Regions from separate parts of the Mus musculus genome. Here region 1 is linked to region 2. The links are chromatin contacts, called in public HiChIP or PLAC-seq maps. All regions are on one chromosome and are shown on one strand. The core of a region is the stretch at or near the end of the contact, and the rest is flanking DNA. Distances in the headings are between cores, read along the strand shown.

Region 1 (3,566 bases), core at 588-3,087, 380 kb after region 2:
CACACAAAGATGTTACAGAAAGGGTGACTGTTTACTCTTGCCATAAAATAGATAAAACAAACTGGTCTGTAAATGTCCATGGGTGTTTGTGGATGTGTGGATGCACAGCAGATGGAGGTCAGAGGTCAATCTTGTATGTTGTCTCCCAGAAGCCCTGTGCCATGTTTTGGTTTCTTTCCTTTTTTTAAAAGATTTATTTGTTTATTTTACGTATGTGAGTACACTGTAGCTATACAAATGGTTGTGAGGCTTCATGTTGTTGTTGGAAATTGAATTATTTAGGACCTCTGCTCACTCCAGTCAACCCCACTCAGTCCCCACTTGCTCAGGCCCAAAGATTTATTTATTATTATATATAAGTACACTGTAGCTGACTTCAGATGCACCAGAAGATCAGATCTCATTACGGGTGGTTGTGAGCCACCATCTGGTTGCTGGGAATTGACCCAGGTCAATTGCTCAGGATCTTCAGAAGAGCAGTGCTCTTAACCACCAAGCCATCTCGCCAGCCCCATGTTTTGATTTAAGATTACTTATTTTGACCTTTCTGTCTCCATTTCCAGCAGACTGTGTGGATCTCCCTGCACCTCTCTCACATGGTACCTCGCAGCTGTCTGTAAGTCCAATTCTAAGGAATCCAAGGCCTTATTTTAACCTTCTGACCTTTTGACTTTATTCAGCACTGGGTATATGCATGTGGTATAAATACATATATGCAGCCAAAATAGTCATATAAGTAAAATAAATCTTAAAAATAATTTTAAAATGTCTGTTATGTCCACTCATAGCCTGCTTGTCAAACCATCTGCTGCCCACAGAGAATTCCAGCACCATTAAACCCAGTAGCACTCCTAGCCCAGGGCTGGGCATGTGACTCAGTGAGTGGAGCATTTGCCTAGCATGCTCTTCTGTGCCCGGTGCACCATAATCTGGACATAAACTGATGGAGGTGCGTCACTGTAATTCCAGCAGAATTCAAGGTCTTCCTTGACTACACAGTCTCATAATCCACGCCGTGCCTTTGCCCTGTGAAGTTAATGAAGCCTACCTACCATCTGGAACTCCCAACATGAAACACTGAAGAAAATTCTAGACTTGCCCTTGGAGACTTCAAAGTTTCCTTTTACCCAAAGAAGTTCAAAATCTTTCCAATGAGATGCCTCCTGCCCCCTTTCTTTGTTTGAGTACTTGTTGGTTTTTTTGTTTGTTTGTTTGTTTGTTTGTTTTGTTCTGCTTTGTTTGGTTGCGATTTGTGGCCCTGGTTTTGGGTGGTTTTTTTTTTTTTTTTTTTTTTCAAATAAAAAGGAGTTTTATTATATTTAAAAAAATCTTAAGGTCCCTGCTATGGTTTGAAAGTCCTTCCTAGCACTCATGTTGCTAGTTTGAGTTCACCTGCAAAGCCTTGGGTGTGGAAGTGCAGGTGGACATGTATTCCTACATTGTGCATCTGTGCACTGAGAATGTGGGCTATAGAGTCAAGTAGGATGATTATCTGTCCTTGAGGTATACTGTTGCTTTTCTACTGAGTTTGGGGCTTGGCACCACTTTTCTTTTTTTCTTTTCTTTTCTTTTTTTTTTTTTTTTTTTTTAATATTTTTTATTACGTATTTTCCTCAATTACATTTCCAATGCTATCCCAAAAGTCCCCGGTTTTGGGTGTTCTAAACCCACCCATGGACTGCCTGTTGACTAACCCTGCCCTGCTCCTCTTCCCAACAGAACCCCACCCCACCCCCCCAAAGCGGGGTTCGCAAAGAAACACCTAGTCACAGTACCCACCCCACCCCCTCTGTCTCCCCTGCCTCAGCCTCGCCATTGTGTCCAGGCAGCTGCAGAACAATGGATTCTTAGCAGATGATGGAGTCGCCCATCTCCTCAATCCAGCAACCCCAGCTATTCCTGGCATCCGTCTGCGCTCAGCATTTTACAGGCTTCCGTGACATTTGCAAGCTAGCCTCCCACTTCTCTCAGCATTTGGAGAAGGAAAAAGGAAGAACAGAAGACCACTCTTGTCACTTGTGAACTCATCCTTCTCTGAGAAGAGGAAGAAAGATAAATCTCACCCCTGAACTAGGAAGCCTGAGCTGAGATCCCGGGGGAGGGGGTGCGGAAAGGGGATAGAGGGGGGAGGGGCGGAGGCAGGGATGCAGTCCCTGCTGCCTGACCTTTCCAGAAAAAGAAAAAGTAGACAGAAGCCTCCCCGGAGGAAGGTAATTGATTAAAGGAGGAGAGACATCTGAATGGAAAAAGCGCTGCCCACCATCTCCTGAAGCTTGTTATTCCCACGTGCCCTCCAGAATTGAGACATTTTTTTTTTGACAGTCCTCTTGGGTCTGAAGCATCAGACTTCTGGAAGAGCCTGCCCCGCCTTCAGCATGACATAAACTATAACCATCAGATGGGCTTTGCCCACTGTTCATCTGGGAACTGAGAACACAGTTACCCTTTAGCCCGCAGGCAAAATGCTCACCTCATCCCAGAGAACAGCCATGGCTCAAAACGGTGATTGCCCACCTGGCAGGCGAAGGGTACCACAGTGATGTTGCTGGAGCCTCCATGACTGTGCCATCCATGGAAGGGTAATATAACATTATGACAGGCTTCTAGAGACTACGGTCTGGGCTTAAGCCTCTCTCTGCTGGTGCTGGCTGCTGAGCCATTAGTGACTTCTCGGGTTCTTTAAACCCTAGTTTCTTCTTACTAAAAAGAAGAATCCCTCCCCTCCCTTCTGGCGAAAGGGGCTGTAGTGGTTTGAATGGACGAGCCCCCGTGGGCTCGTAGATTTGAATGGTTGGTCACCAGGGAGTGGCACTATTTGAAAGGATTGGGAGGTGTGGCTTTGATAGAGAAAGTGTGCCACTGGAGGTGGGCTTTGAGATTTCAAAAAGCCAAGCCAGGCCCAATGGATCCCAGCATAGAACTCTCAACTATGTCTCCATCAGCATGTCTACCTGTGTAGAGCCATGCTCCCCACCATGATGAAAGTGGGCTAACCCTCTGAAACTGTACACCAATCCTAATTAATTCTTTTATAAGAGTTAGTGTGGTCATGGTGTCTCTTCACAGCAAGAGAACACTGACTAAGACCAGGGTTTTACAGTTCTCATAGCAGGTGTTGAAGCTGGTCCAGTACCACCACCTCCAGGGCTCCTCAAGTCTGCTTCTGCATAGAAGAACCAAGGAAGGTTCTGATTGGCCCTGTTTAGATCACACACTCATCTCCAGCCCACTCCTCACTGTAGGCAAATGAGTGCAGCGTCCTGATTGGCTAAGCATCTGCTTTTGCACTCCTTTCCACTAGGTGCAGCATCCTGATTGGCTAAGCATCTGCTTTTGCACTCCTTTCCACCAAGTGATACAACATCAAAATTGGTCAATGTCAGGAAGGAGCAGGTATGGAACCTGTTACCAATGAGGATGAAAGACACTGACCACGGCATGAGATGCCCAGTCCAGGCAACATCTAAGGGATTGTATCCAGCCTTCAGACGGATGTATAGACATGTGCATCCAATTATGCCTGTATACCTCACCCTAAGTCCCTTTGTATCCCACAGCTGCATGAG
Region 2 (3,425 bases), core at 368-2,867:
TTAGTTTCCACACCAGTGAATCAACTCAATATGTAGAAATCTCCCAGTTCTTACAACCCGAAATTCAGTTCAATCAGAAGTCAGTGTGGAGAGTCACAGCTGAGTTGGTCTATGGCCATGAATTACAAATAAGTCCGGTTCATTCACATCCCTGGAGTAGAGAGTGAGCACAGAGTGGTGACAGACTGGAGACATAGTGGGCCCCAGAGCAATGGAACCTAGTGTGACAGACCATGACAAGAAGTTGGCTTCTTATTCTTTTTTTTTGTTTTTATTTTTCAAGACAGGGTTTCTCTGTGTAGCCCTGGCTGTCCTGGAACTGCCCCGAAGGTTTTTATTCTTAAAGTCAAGCTTTATCTTACATCTATGAGCTGTCTCACAATTACTACTTGATATTTATCTTGCTTTATCTCCACAAATAAGCAATAGCTAAAATTATTTTTAATTTTTAGTTAACAATTTTATATCCAATAGATAATTTAATAATGAAATAAGCTACATTAAAATATCAATAAACAATTTATTTATAACTTACTTATACTTTACTTAGTAATTAATAGTTAAATAGTTAACTATAGAAGGTATGTTAAAAATGGATTGTCCAGTGGACAGACAGCTGTCTTCTGCAAGCTGTCAGGCAAGTTCTACACTGGGATGATGTTGGAGGTTAGCTGACAGGATCTAAAGATATCCACTCTGGGAAGGGAGAGAGGCCATCACGTCCATCCTGAATTTTAGATAGTGCTCATTTGTAGACATAAAAAAGAAGTGCTTACTGAAGTCCGGGAAGTCGGGGCAGAGCATTCTGTCGATCCTGAGTTTTAGGTATTGTTTATTTGTGGAGATTAAAAAAAAAAAAAAAGGATTTGATGAATTCTAGGAAGGGGAGAGGCCGGTCTAGCCACGTTTTTTGTGGAGATGAAATCGGAGAGGGGAAGCAAACAGCCGCAAGTAAAGGGTTCATTGCACCAGTGAGCAAAATCCTAAAACTAGCCCTTGGCCCAGGCAGGGTTAACTCCCTCAAAGGACACCTCCGCTTTCCGAATCCTGAAAGCAAGAGAACCCCTCGAGCCGGTACCGAGTGAAGGGTGTCGACAGCTCGGGCCGGATCCTGGCACAGCGCCTACACAAGCAGAAGCCTGTGGCTTCGGAGATCAAGGGACGCCTCAATACAGGCAGCCGCGCCCCACCGCGCACTTCCGCCCAGGCCCGAGCTCCACAGAGTCCTGTCGGGACAGACCCAAGACCCCAGAATGCGGGGTGGGGAGGTGTGGTGGGGTTCGGCGCGGAGGACCCTGGGAGGCGGCGGGGCGCGAGGCCAGGGAACACTCGGAGACTCGAGGCCACCGAGGCAGCCGGAACGCCAAGCCCGGAACCAAAGCGCTTACCTTTCGGGGATGTGGTTTCTGCCCTTCTTCTTGGGTGGGGCACAGGCAGCAAAGTCCCGGCCCCGTCCACGACCATGTCGGCCATAATGCTGGTTCATGTGGGCGCAGAGATGCCGCCCACCCAACGCCAGGCGTGCCAGAGCGGCCAAAGTGGCGACTTCAGGGAGGCCAGAAGAGGCCGCGGGATCCAGAGGCGCCCGCAAAGGAACGCGACGCGTCGACGTCTCGCTAGGGCGCATGCGCCTTGCCCCGCCGTGCTGACGACACACGTCGCACTGAAAGTAGGGTTTGTCAGCCTGCCTTCGGTTTCGACTGTGCTGCACTTAGCTGGAGGCCGGTTTTGTAGCTATGTGAATAATTGCTAGCGCTGTAAGACCCCCGATGCTGGGCCTCTGCTCAAGTCCTGGGATGAACTGGCCAACACCCCAACATCTCGAGAGAAAAGATGCACCTGATGCAAACTGCAAGAGGTTTTATTATCAGCTAGCTGAGGAGAAGTCCCTCTGTCGTGCAGGGCAGAGGAGTTCAACCCCGAGCGGTGACATTAGGGGACTTTTAACAGCTAGCTGAGGAGGTAGGAGGAGTTGGGAGGAGAGTTGGGAGGAGTTGGGAGGAGAAGTGGGAGGAGTTGGGAAGAGCTCTTCTGGGCGTCCTTGGTGAAATTTACAAGGCAGGAGTGGGGAGTGAGTTCTTTCTGAATTTTTATCTCCGTGTCCTCGGCACAGGAAGGCAGGCATCTCTGGTTGTACAGTATAGAAACAAAAAGGCTTTTTGCTGGCTATAGAGAACAAAGAGCTTCTTTCTAGCTGTATTTTTAAAGATCAGGGAAAACAAGCTTGGGGAACATCCAGGGGCTTTACCTTCCAGGGAGAAACGCTCTAAGTTGGGGTCTCATAGCGCCACCCGAACTGCTCCAAATGAGGAACAGACAATCCAGCCCCAACCCTCTGATCCCTGCATTCTTCGTGAACGTTGTCAATTGTTTACATTTTGTATATACATGATATTTGCTTTCACACGGGTGTATCTTTTTTTTCCGCCAAAAAGAAATAAATCAAAAGTTTTATACAACATATTTCTCCTTATTTGATATATTTAACATATTTCTCCATCCATATATGTGTGTATAGTGTCACAGGCAGGGAAACATACATATTCTTCCTAATTTTGAATGACACAGGACACTTATTATAACCAACATAATTAAAAATACCAACTTTTTTTTTTCTTTTTCGAGACAGGGTTTCTCCGTGTAGCCCTGAATGTCCTGGAACTCACTCTGTAGACCAGGCTGGCCTCGGACTCAGAAATCTGCCTGCCTCTGCCTCCCAAGTGCTGGGATTAAAGGCATGCACCACCATGGCCCGGTCCAACTTTTTTTTTTAAGATTTATTTATTTATTATATGTAAGTACACTGTAGCTGTCTTCAGACACACCAGAAGAGGGTATCCGATCTTATTACAGATGGTTGTGAGCCACCATGTAGAAATGAAATTGCTGGGATTTGAACTCACAACCTTCAGAAGAGCAGTCGATGCTCTTAACTGCTGAGCCTTCTCTCCAACCCCCCCCCCAACTTTTTTTTTTTTTTTAAACCATTCCAATATTGAAATTCCTCTACCTGTTTGGAGTTTTTTTGTTTTAAGGTAAGTTCTCATTATGTAATGCTCTGTGATCTGGAACTTGCTTTGTAGAGTAACCTACCCTTGAAATCACAGAGATCGGCCTGCTCCTTTTTCAGCTCTAGAATTAAGGGTATGGGCCACCTTAACCTGATTGGAGTTTTTGTTTGGTTTGGTTTGTGTTTCTGATCTACTATTACAGAAAACACTGTGGTGTGAACATTCCTATAGGTGTATACTGCATCTGAATACCTAGACAAGAAATTACTGGGATGAAATACACTTTTAAAAAAGCAATTCATTCTATTTGTCAAAAATGCTGTCAGCTCACCTTTCCATCCACAGCCAGTTTTACTGATATCGCTTTGCCAGGTGTCACAATAGCTGTGGACATCATGGCTTTATATTTTAGCA

Evidence for each region. HiChIP or PLAC-seq counts read pairs in DNA pulled down with a chosen protein or histone mark.
Region 1: an H3K27ac HiChIP or PLAC-seq map of embryonic stem cells shows a contact between it and region 2, with 2.7 times the contacts expected there. The contact joins the enhancer-like site here to the promoter of Dusp11 in region 2. A contact is called at or near these places in 11 of 115 datasets of contacts at active chromatin or transcription factors (bone marrow-derived macrophages, embryonic forebrain, embryonic hindbrain and 6 more) and 2 of 9 other capture datasets (adipose tissue and pancreatic islet).

Annotation. Positions count from the first base shown.
Region 1 is chr6:86,341,989-86,345,554 of GRCm38.p6, forward strand. No RefSeq gene overlaps it. Among named protein-coding and RNA genes, the nearest start is that of Fam136a, 22 kb to the right of the region's middle. Within about 2 kb of position 1,838, at least 13 of the 459 cell types and tissues checked have an H3K27ac peak or open chromatin away from gene starts, as enhancers often do. A contact at or near this core is called in embryonic stem cells, where this site is marked.
Region 2 is chr6:85,960,050-85,963,474 of GRCm38.p6, forward strand. Dusp11 (dual specificity phosphatase 11 (RNA/RNP complex 1-interacting)) reads right to left here and starts at 1,618. Exons shown (of 9, transcript NM_028099.4): 1 at 1,389-1,618. The coding sequence starts at 1,486.